Regions from separate parts of the Mus musculus genome. Here region 2 is linked to region 1. A link is a contact called in public promoter capture Hi-C data. All regions are on one chromosome and are shown on one strand. The core of a region is the stretch at or near the end of the contact, and the rest is flanking DNA. Distances in the headings are between cores, read along the strand shown. Region 1 holds the start of Nbeal1 (neurobeachin like 1). Region 2 overlaps Abi2 (abl-interactor 2).

Evidence for each region. Promoter capture Hi-C pulls out the DNA fragments that hold promoters and counts their contacts.
Region 2: a promoter capture Hi-C map of the HPC-7 cell line shows a contact between it and region 1. The contact joins the enhancer-like site here to the promoter of Nbeal1 in region 1. A contact is called at or near these places in 8 of 39 promoter capture datasets (the C10 cell line, the HPC-7 cell line, HPC-7-derived erythroid cells and 5 more), 1 of 484 Hi-C or Micro-C datasets (the HPC-7 cell line), 1 of 115 datasets of contacts at active chromatin or transcription factors (embryonic stem cells) and 2 of 9 other capture datasets (adipose tissue and liver).

What each region holds. Positions count from the first base shown.
Region 1 is chr1:60,178,668-60,182,201 of GRCm38.p6, forward strand. Nbeal1 (neurobeachin like 1) reads left to right here and starts at 1,932. Exons shown (of 55, transcript NM_173444.2): 1 at 1,932-2,018; 2 at 2,796-3,087. The coding sequence starts at 3,037.
Region 2 is chr1:60,445,292-60,448,609 of GRCm38.p6, forward strand. Abi2 (abl-interactor 2) reads left to right here. Exons shown (of 12, transcript NM_001198570.1): 6 at 1,969-2,115; 7 at 2,787-2,911. Among named protein-coding and RNA genes, the nearest start is that of Abi2, 37 kb to the left of the region's middle. Within about 2 kb of position 2,005, at least 3 of the 459 cell types and tissues checked have an H3K27ac peak or open chromatin away from gene starts, as enhancers often do. A contact at or near this core is called in the HPC-7 cell line, where this site is marked.

The sequences.
Region 1 (3,534 bases), core at 682-3,181:
TTAGCCCAGTTGATCCTAGGGAGGAATACAGGGCTTTGTGCTTTTGAGACTATGAGGCAAACACACACACACACACACACACACACACACACAGAGAGAGAGAGAGAGAGAGAGAGAGAATCAGCAGACAAAGAAGCTCCAACACTGAGAATCTCAGAGACAAGGCTGCCCACCTGACCAGAGAAGGAAGAGTATAAACTTTGGAATGATTGATTGCCTCTGTTTCCACTCTGTTCCAGCCAAACTGGCTGGAGATCAGAAGGTAAGTGAATAGGCTGTTGTTAATCAGTTGTCTCCTCAGATCACAGGGTTTTTAAATAATGTTACTGAAGCTTAATGATTTAATTCCCGTCCTCTACTCATTGATGTTTGTTGTGAAGGATAACGGGAACTCTACATTTTGGTGACAGAATCACAAAATTTACTTTCACCTTTGATATCCAAGCTACTGCATGGTCTGCAAAACGGAATTATTTATCCTGTGATTCTTGACAAGAAAAACTTGTAGATTAATCTAATAAGCGAGAATAGATAAGGGCTGGAAGATGGCTCAGTGGTTAAGAGCATTTGCAGCACACAAGACAATGTTCCCAGCACCCATGTCAGGAGCCCCCACCCCCACCCAGACCTCCAGCTCCCAGGGATAAGATATCTTCTGGCCTCAGAGGGTATACAAACATATGTGGCACAAGGACGCACACAGGGCATGTGGGGGCATTAGTATATTTTAAAAATAAAGGTCACATAGTGAACCCCCATGATGGCATTAGTAGCTTTACATTTATTTATCTATTGTGCATGTGTATATGCCAGAGGATAATTTTCATGAGTAGGTTCTTGCTTTCCATTTAGTGAGCTAGGGTCTCTTGTTTGTGGCCAGGGCTCGCTGGCCCTCCAGTCTCCATCTTGCATTTCAGGAGGTCTGGCTTGCACAGCAAGTCATCTCCCTCCCTTTCCTTTCTTCTTCTTTTCTTTTGTGGCAAGGTCTCATGCGGCACAGGTTGGTCCCAGACTTGCTAGGTAGCCCATGTCAGCGCTGAACTCCTGATCTCTCTCCCTCCATCTCCTAAGTGCTAGATCACAGACCTGTTTCTTCAGGGTGGCTTCGATTATTTCTGAAGCTTAGTGATTACATATAGAAGTTCATTTTATTACTTTGTTTCCTTGTGTGTGCTTGTTAGGAATCAAACACAGGGCATCTCAGATGCTAAGCTGCTCTAAAACTGATTTTTTTATATGTTTGTAAAATTTCACAATAGTTTCTTAAATGTTTAGATTTAAAAGGTTAATCTTACGCTTTTCTCCTCTCTTAAAACAATAGCAACAACAACAACCTTAAGAAAGTGTGTGCAGCTAATAAGACTGCCTTTTGCTTCTTTTTCTGAAAGACGGAACTCATTCCGTACAGCAGTCTCCTTGGAACAGACACAGAATGGCAGTGACAGTACAAAGGCAACGACGCCAGAACAGGTAAAGATTTCTTTTCTTCTTTTTTCGCTTTTGAGCTCTGTCCCAGGACCAATCCCATTTCTACAAAGAAATCAAATCGAGATCCCTTCGAGACGCCCTAGGGTCGCCGGTCCTCAGCTGATTCGCAGAGGCGCCGCCAGGCGAGGAAAGTTCCGTCCGCCCCACCTAGCAGGGGCGGGGAGCGACGTCAGCACGTCGGCCCTCACGTCCAGCTGGGTGACTACTGACCGGAATGCCCAGGCTGGCTCCGACCGCTTTCAGAGCCTGAGCGAGGGCACTGCGGCTGCGCAGGCATGCCGGGGGAGGGGCTTCGGGGCTGAGCGGCCCTCGAGGAGCGGCTGCCGGAGGGCCGGGTAAATCCCCAGAGGCCGGAATGATTAGCCCAGGGGCTGCTCCGCCCCTGGCTCCTCCCACCCCGCGTCGGCGCTACCCCGCCTCCGCCTCCGCCTCCCGCCCGGCTTCGGGGTGACACGGGGCTTCGCCGCGGGCAGGGCGGAGGGCAGCAAGTTAGCCCGCGGCGGGGTGGCGCCGGCGGGCCTGTGAGCGTGGTGAGGGGACGCCGAGGTCGGGCGGAGGCTGCCGCGGGGCGGGAAGGCCCGGGGGAATGCGGCGCAGGGCTGCAGCCTGAGGGGCGGCGGCGGCGGGCGAGGGGGCGCGGCCGGCCCGGGCGGGTCTGGCTGCGGCCGGTTGGCGTGGGTCCCGGGTCTGGGTCCCAGAGCGCTCCGGGCCGCGCTTCTGAAGTTGATTGGCACGCCTGACGTTTGTCTCTCTTGTTCGTAACGGGGACGCAGGGAGGAAATGGAAAGGTCCCCGGACTGCTGCGAGGCGGGGTCTGGGGTCGTCCCACGGGAGGTGGTCCTTGCCACGGTGTGTGAGCCCCTTTCTTCTTGGGTGGAGAGGTGGAAGCCAGGTAGGCAGGATGACTTTCGCTGTGTGGATGGTTAAAACAAACAAACCAGGAATTCCTCGGGCCCTCCCCCCACGCCCTGCCCTGCAACGCAGCAAACATTCCCAGCAACTTTTAAGAAGCTGGCGAGAAATCTCGGATATTTGTTGTGTTTGATCTGTGCTCCTGGTTAAAGGAAGGCGTGAGTAGGGAGCCGTCTTCCTTCCCATCTACCGCAGTTTTGGTTGTGAATCTGCCTGGAAGGTTTTAGTATTTTATGTTGATCATTAGTCGTGGTGTGCCAAACAGGAGTTTCTGGAATATCTAATCACATTAAAAATTTATCCCTTTGAATGGGGTGATCAAGGCAGACGGATATCTGGATTTTTTTTTTTCAAATGTGGCTTAAAAAAACTTAGGATATTTTTGTATTTCACAGACCTATTTACGAGACCAGCTACCCCTGATGAAGAAGTGTTGGAGTAGTTGCTGAAATTGACCCTTATTGACCTGAGACAGTCTTATTTGTTCTACGAATTTTTTTTTTTGTTTTTTTTTTGTTTATTCCACTGCTTTGAGCTTTACTGTAACGGCTGATAAACTTGGAAAATAAAGTAATATGATATGGTCTTGAACCGTCTTTTTGAGGAAATATTAAAGTACCAGAGTGGAAAGCCAGAATGGCAGCCAGAGAGAGGCTCTTTGAACTTTGGATGCTTTATTGTACAAAGGTAATTTGCTTTCCTTTTATTTCTGTACTTAAAATTACTTGATTATAAAATTTTGTATCCAGCATTATGACCTTATTGTGTAGTGTGTTTGTGCATATTGATAATCCTGAACTGGCAGGTGTGGTGGTGCATACCTTTAGTCCCAGAACAGAGTCCTAGAACAATGCCGGGCCAGGTGGTGTTATGTGAGTTTGAGTCTATCCTAGTGGACGTAAGACATTTCCAGGACAGCCAGGGCTGCAATTCTCAAAACAGAACCCCAAACAACTCCCCCATCCTGAATTTAAAAAACATGCAAGAGAAATAAATAAATTTTAAAAAACATGTAAGAGATCTTGAATTTCCCATATTTATTTTTCAGTTTTGAGTACATTGACAATATTGGCCTGCTATTAAAAACTTACAAATATTTCTTTGATATATCTTCAGTGATCTCAAAATTATATA
Region 2 (3,318 bases), core at 755-3,254, 270 kb after region 1:
TGGTTAGGGTTTAAGTTAAGGCTGTTATCCAGTGTCTGGTAAAATTAAAGTTTCTGTTGGAATGTATGTATTCATGTGCCAGTAATGCATTTTTTTGGGTATTAGCAGAAGTGCTAAACTCCATTGCCCATTTGATGGTCCTGGGCTGTTTTAGTCTTTCTCTAGTTACTATATTCTCTTCCTCCTGTGTTGTTGTTGTTGTTGTTATTGTTTTCTCCCTTAACCCTGTTCGTATCATTATTATTTTATTTTTTGTATAGTTCTCATGTAGTGAAGTTAGAATGGAATATTTTTGTGTGCAGAAAACATAGTCAAAAAGTAGAGTTTAGAAATTTATTTCCTGATATAGATATCATATACCAACATATTATATGTATTATATGTCATATATAGAAATTATAACTTACTTAAATGAAATTATTTGTAGTTTGTTTATATATGTGCATTCTAATTTCAGAGATGGTTGTTTTTGGTTTTTTAAGACAGGATTTCTCTGTGTAACAGTCCTGGCTGTCCTGGAGCTCTCTTTGTAGACCAGTCTGGCCTCAAACTCAGAGAGAGCTGTCTGCCTCTGCCTCCTGAGTGCTGGGATTCAAGGCTATGCCACCACCACACAGCTGTTGCTTGAATACTTAAAAAACTATTTTAAGTTCAAAGTCCTGGTCTTTCCCTTTCCTTTTGACACAATAGTATTTATTTTGAATTGTTATTTTGTTTATTGAACAGTGCTTGAGAGAAGTAGGATGAACAGTGCCTTTGAAAAAAACGATCTTATGTGCTGGGTGGTGGTAGTGCACACCTTTAGTTCTAGCACTCAGGAAGAGGTGGAACTCTGAGTTGAAGGCCAGCCTGGTCTACAGAGTGAGTTCCAGGACAGCCAGGGCTACACAGAGAAACCCTGTCTCAGATTAAAAAAAAAAATCTTGTTCAAAATCAGTGAGCTATTGTGAGTGAGCTTGAATGGCCAAGGAAAGAAACTCTGGGAACCTTAAGGGGAGTTGAATCACTGAGAAATACAAGGGCCAGTTGAGCAGCATCCTCCTGCAAGGAAGAAAGCTTTTTTACATTTTATGCCTTGATATGCCAAATTCTTTTAAAGTTGTAATCTCATCTGCAAGATATCCATTGTCTTAAAGGATTTGGTCACTTAACAAGAACTGAATGAATGCTAACCAGCGCTCCAGGAAGCATCTTACTCCTGTTATTTTCCTTTCAGATTTTTTTTTTTCCATCTGCTTCCTTTGAAAGGAGTATTTGGGAAAAGGAAAACAATTTTTTAATAAAATCTAGTTTGGGTTTTATAGTTTAACTAAGATAGAAGGACTTAGGTAGTCTTTTAAAGTTTCTCTTCAATGCTGAACACTGAGGAAGAAAGAGATTAAGATGAAGTTGAGGGAGAAAGGTAAAAAAGAAAAAATGAAATTAAATAGTGCATTTTTAAGTACCAATAAATCTTTAATTTCTGTGTCTTTAGTGTATAAAAAGGGGAATGAGTTACAGCTGGTATTGATCTTCATGTGGAATTTGTGACCCCCAAAATCTAGATTTGTTATCTGTATTTTTAAATATCTATGGTTAGGGAGAGAGAGAGGAGAAGAAGATAATTAGTGCATTCATCCAGTGCATTTGGGAGATTTTAACATGATCCTAAAGTAATTCAAATTCTTCTAAGAAAAGAATAGAGTCTAGAAAACATTGGCCTAAACAATGGAAAACTTGGTGTTTTCTGCAAATAAATGAACAAAATTCCATTAGCATAGGAATGAGGCTGGAGACTGAAATTTACACTACATACTCACCAGAACTCTCTCTGCTGGTAGAAGAGTTATGCTGAAGGAAAGACAAATTGATAGCTGGGTTAAACCACATTTCCTCTTTCTGCTTACAAATTGTATGTCACTGGCAACTCTGAAGTTAGCGTGCCGAGACTTGATTAATCACACCATACATACGCTCTTCTTTTTGTAGGCGGCACTCCCCCTATCGAACACTGGAGCCAGTGCGTCCTCCAGTGGTACCAAATGATTACGTACCTAGCCCAACCCGTAATATGGCTCCCTCGCAGCAGAGCCCTGTGAGGACAGCTTCTGTGAATCAAAGAAATCGAACTTACAGGTATTTTCTCTACCTCAGCGCAAACCACGATGGTCAGAGTACCATGATCTCTTCAGATAACTTCAGCTAATCTCTCTCATTTCCAAGCACTAAGTTCTTTTCCTCACTCTGCTCTCCCAAACCTCATCTGATTCTTCCTCTCTCTCCTCATGTTCTGATGCAACTTTGAACAGCCAGGAAGGTGAAAAAAGACATCCCAGAGATAAACTTAAGTTAATATAAAAACCATTACTAACCAGGAATAGAAATTGCAAGTTATTTTTTGCTGGAAATTTACAGATGAAAAACTATTCATAATAAAATATTAGTATATTACCATGCCATTACAAACTGAAATAAAATAATTTAGTAAAATTTACTAAAAGCTTCTTTAGATGGGTATCAGGCCAGGATATAAAAGGTAGTATTATTTTGATGTGTAAGCACCAACAGTTTGCTCTTACATTTATAGGGAATTTACTTAAATTTTTTTTATAAGGTAGACTTTATAAATAGGTATCAAAACAAGTTTACTGAACTCAAGAGTTTCTCCTTATTTATTAAGGAATTCCTATTTGAAATGGAAGCCTTTTTGAATTATGTTTCTTGTAGCTATGTCCGTTTCAGAAATACACGGGAATCCTGGTATTGTGCTCTGCATACTCATTCTTCGGTGGCTCTTCCTCCTTCAGCAGCAGTGGGAGCAGTGGAGGAAGTCACCCAAGTAGTCGGAGCAGCAGTCGGGAGAACAGCGGAAGTGGTAGTGTGGGGGTACCCATTGCTGTGCCTACTCCGTCTCCTCCAAGCGTCTTTCCAGGTAGAGCATTAGTGGTTATTTGTTTGGTTTTATTTTGTGAATTTGAATTCAATTTGTTACTGAACTTAGTGAGTGTGTATGTGTGTGTGTGTGTGTCTGTCTGTTTTGCTGGCTGTTAAACCCAGATTCTTCTTAATGAAATATTTAAAGAATTCTTCCCTAGCACTCTGCAAGGTTTTGGGAAGTCTGCACATATCCAGCTGATCTTAATGGCTTTGCTATTTTTTCTACTTTGTTATTTTGTTTTATGTCTTTGGTGAGTACTTCAGTTGGTACTTTGAGGTTCATGTTTGTATTATAACTGCATTTTCTTGGAAATGGGGAAGACATGGTTTGAGAATCATTTTGATAACAAAGGACTGGAAATGTAAATTTAGGAGCGTTAGAATCCAGCAGTTTCTAAAAAA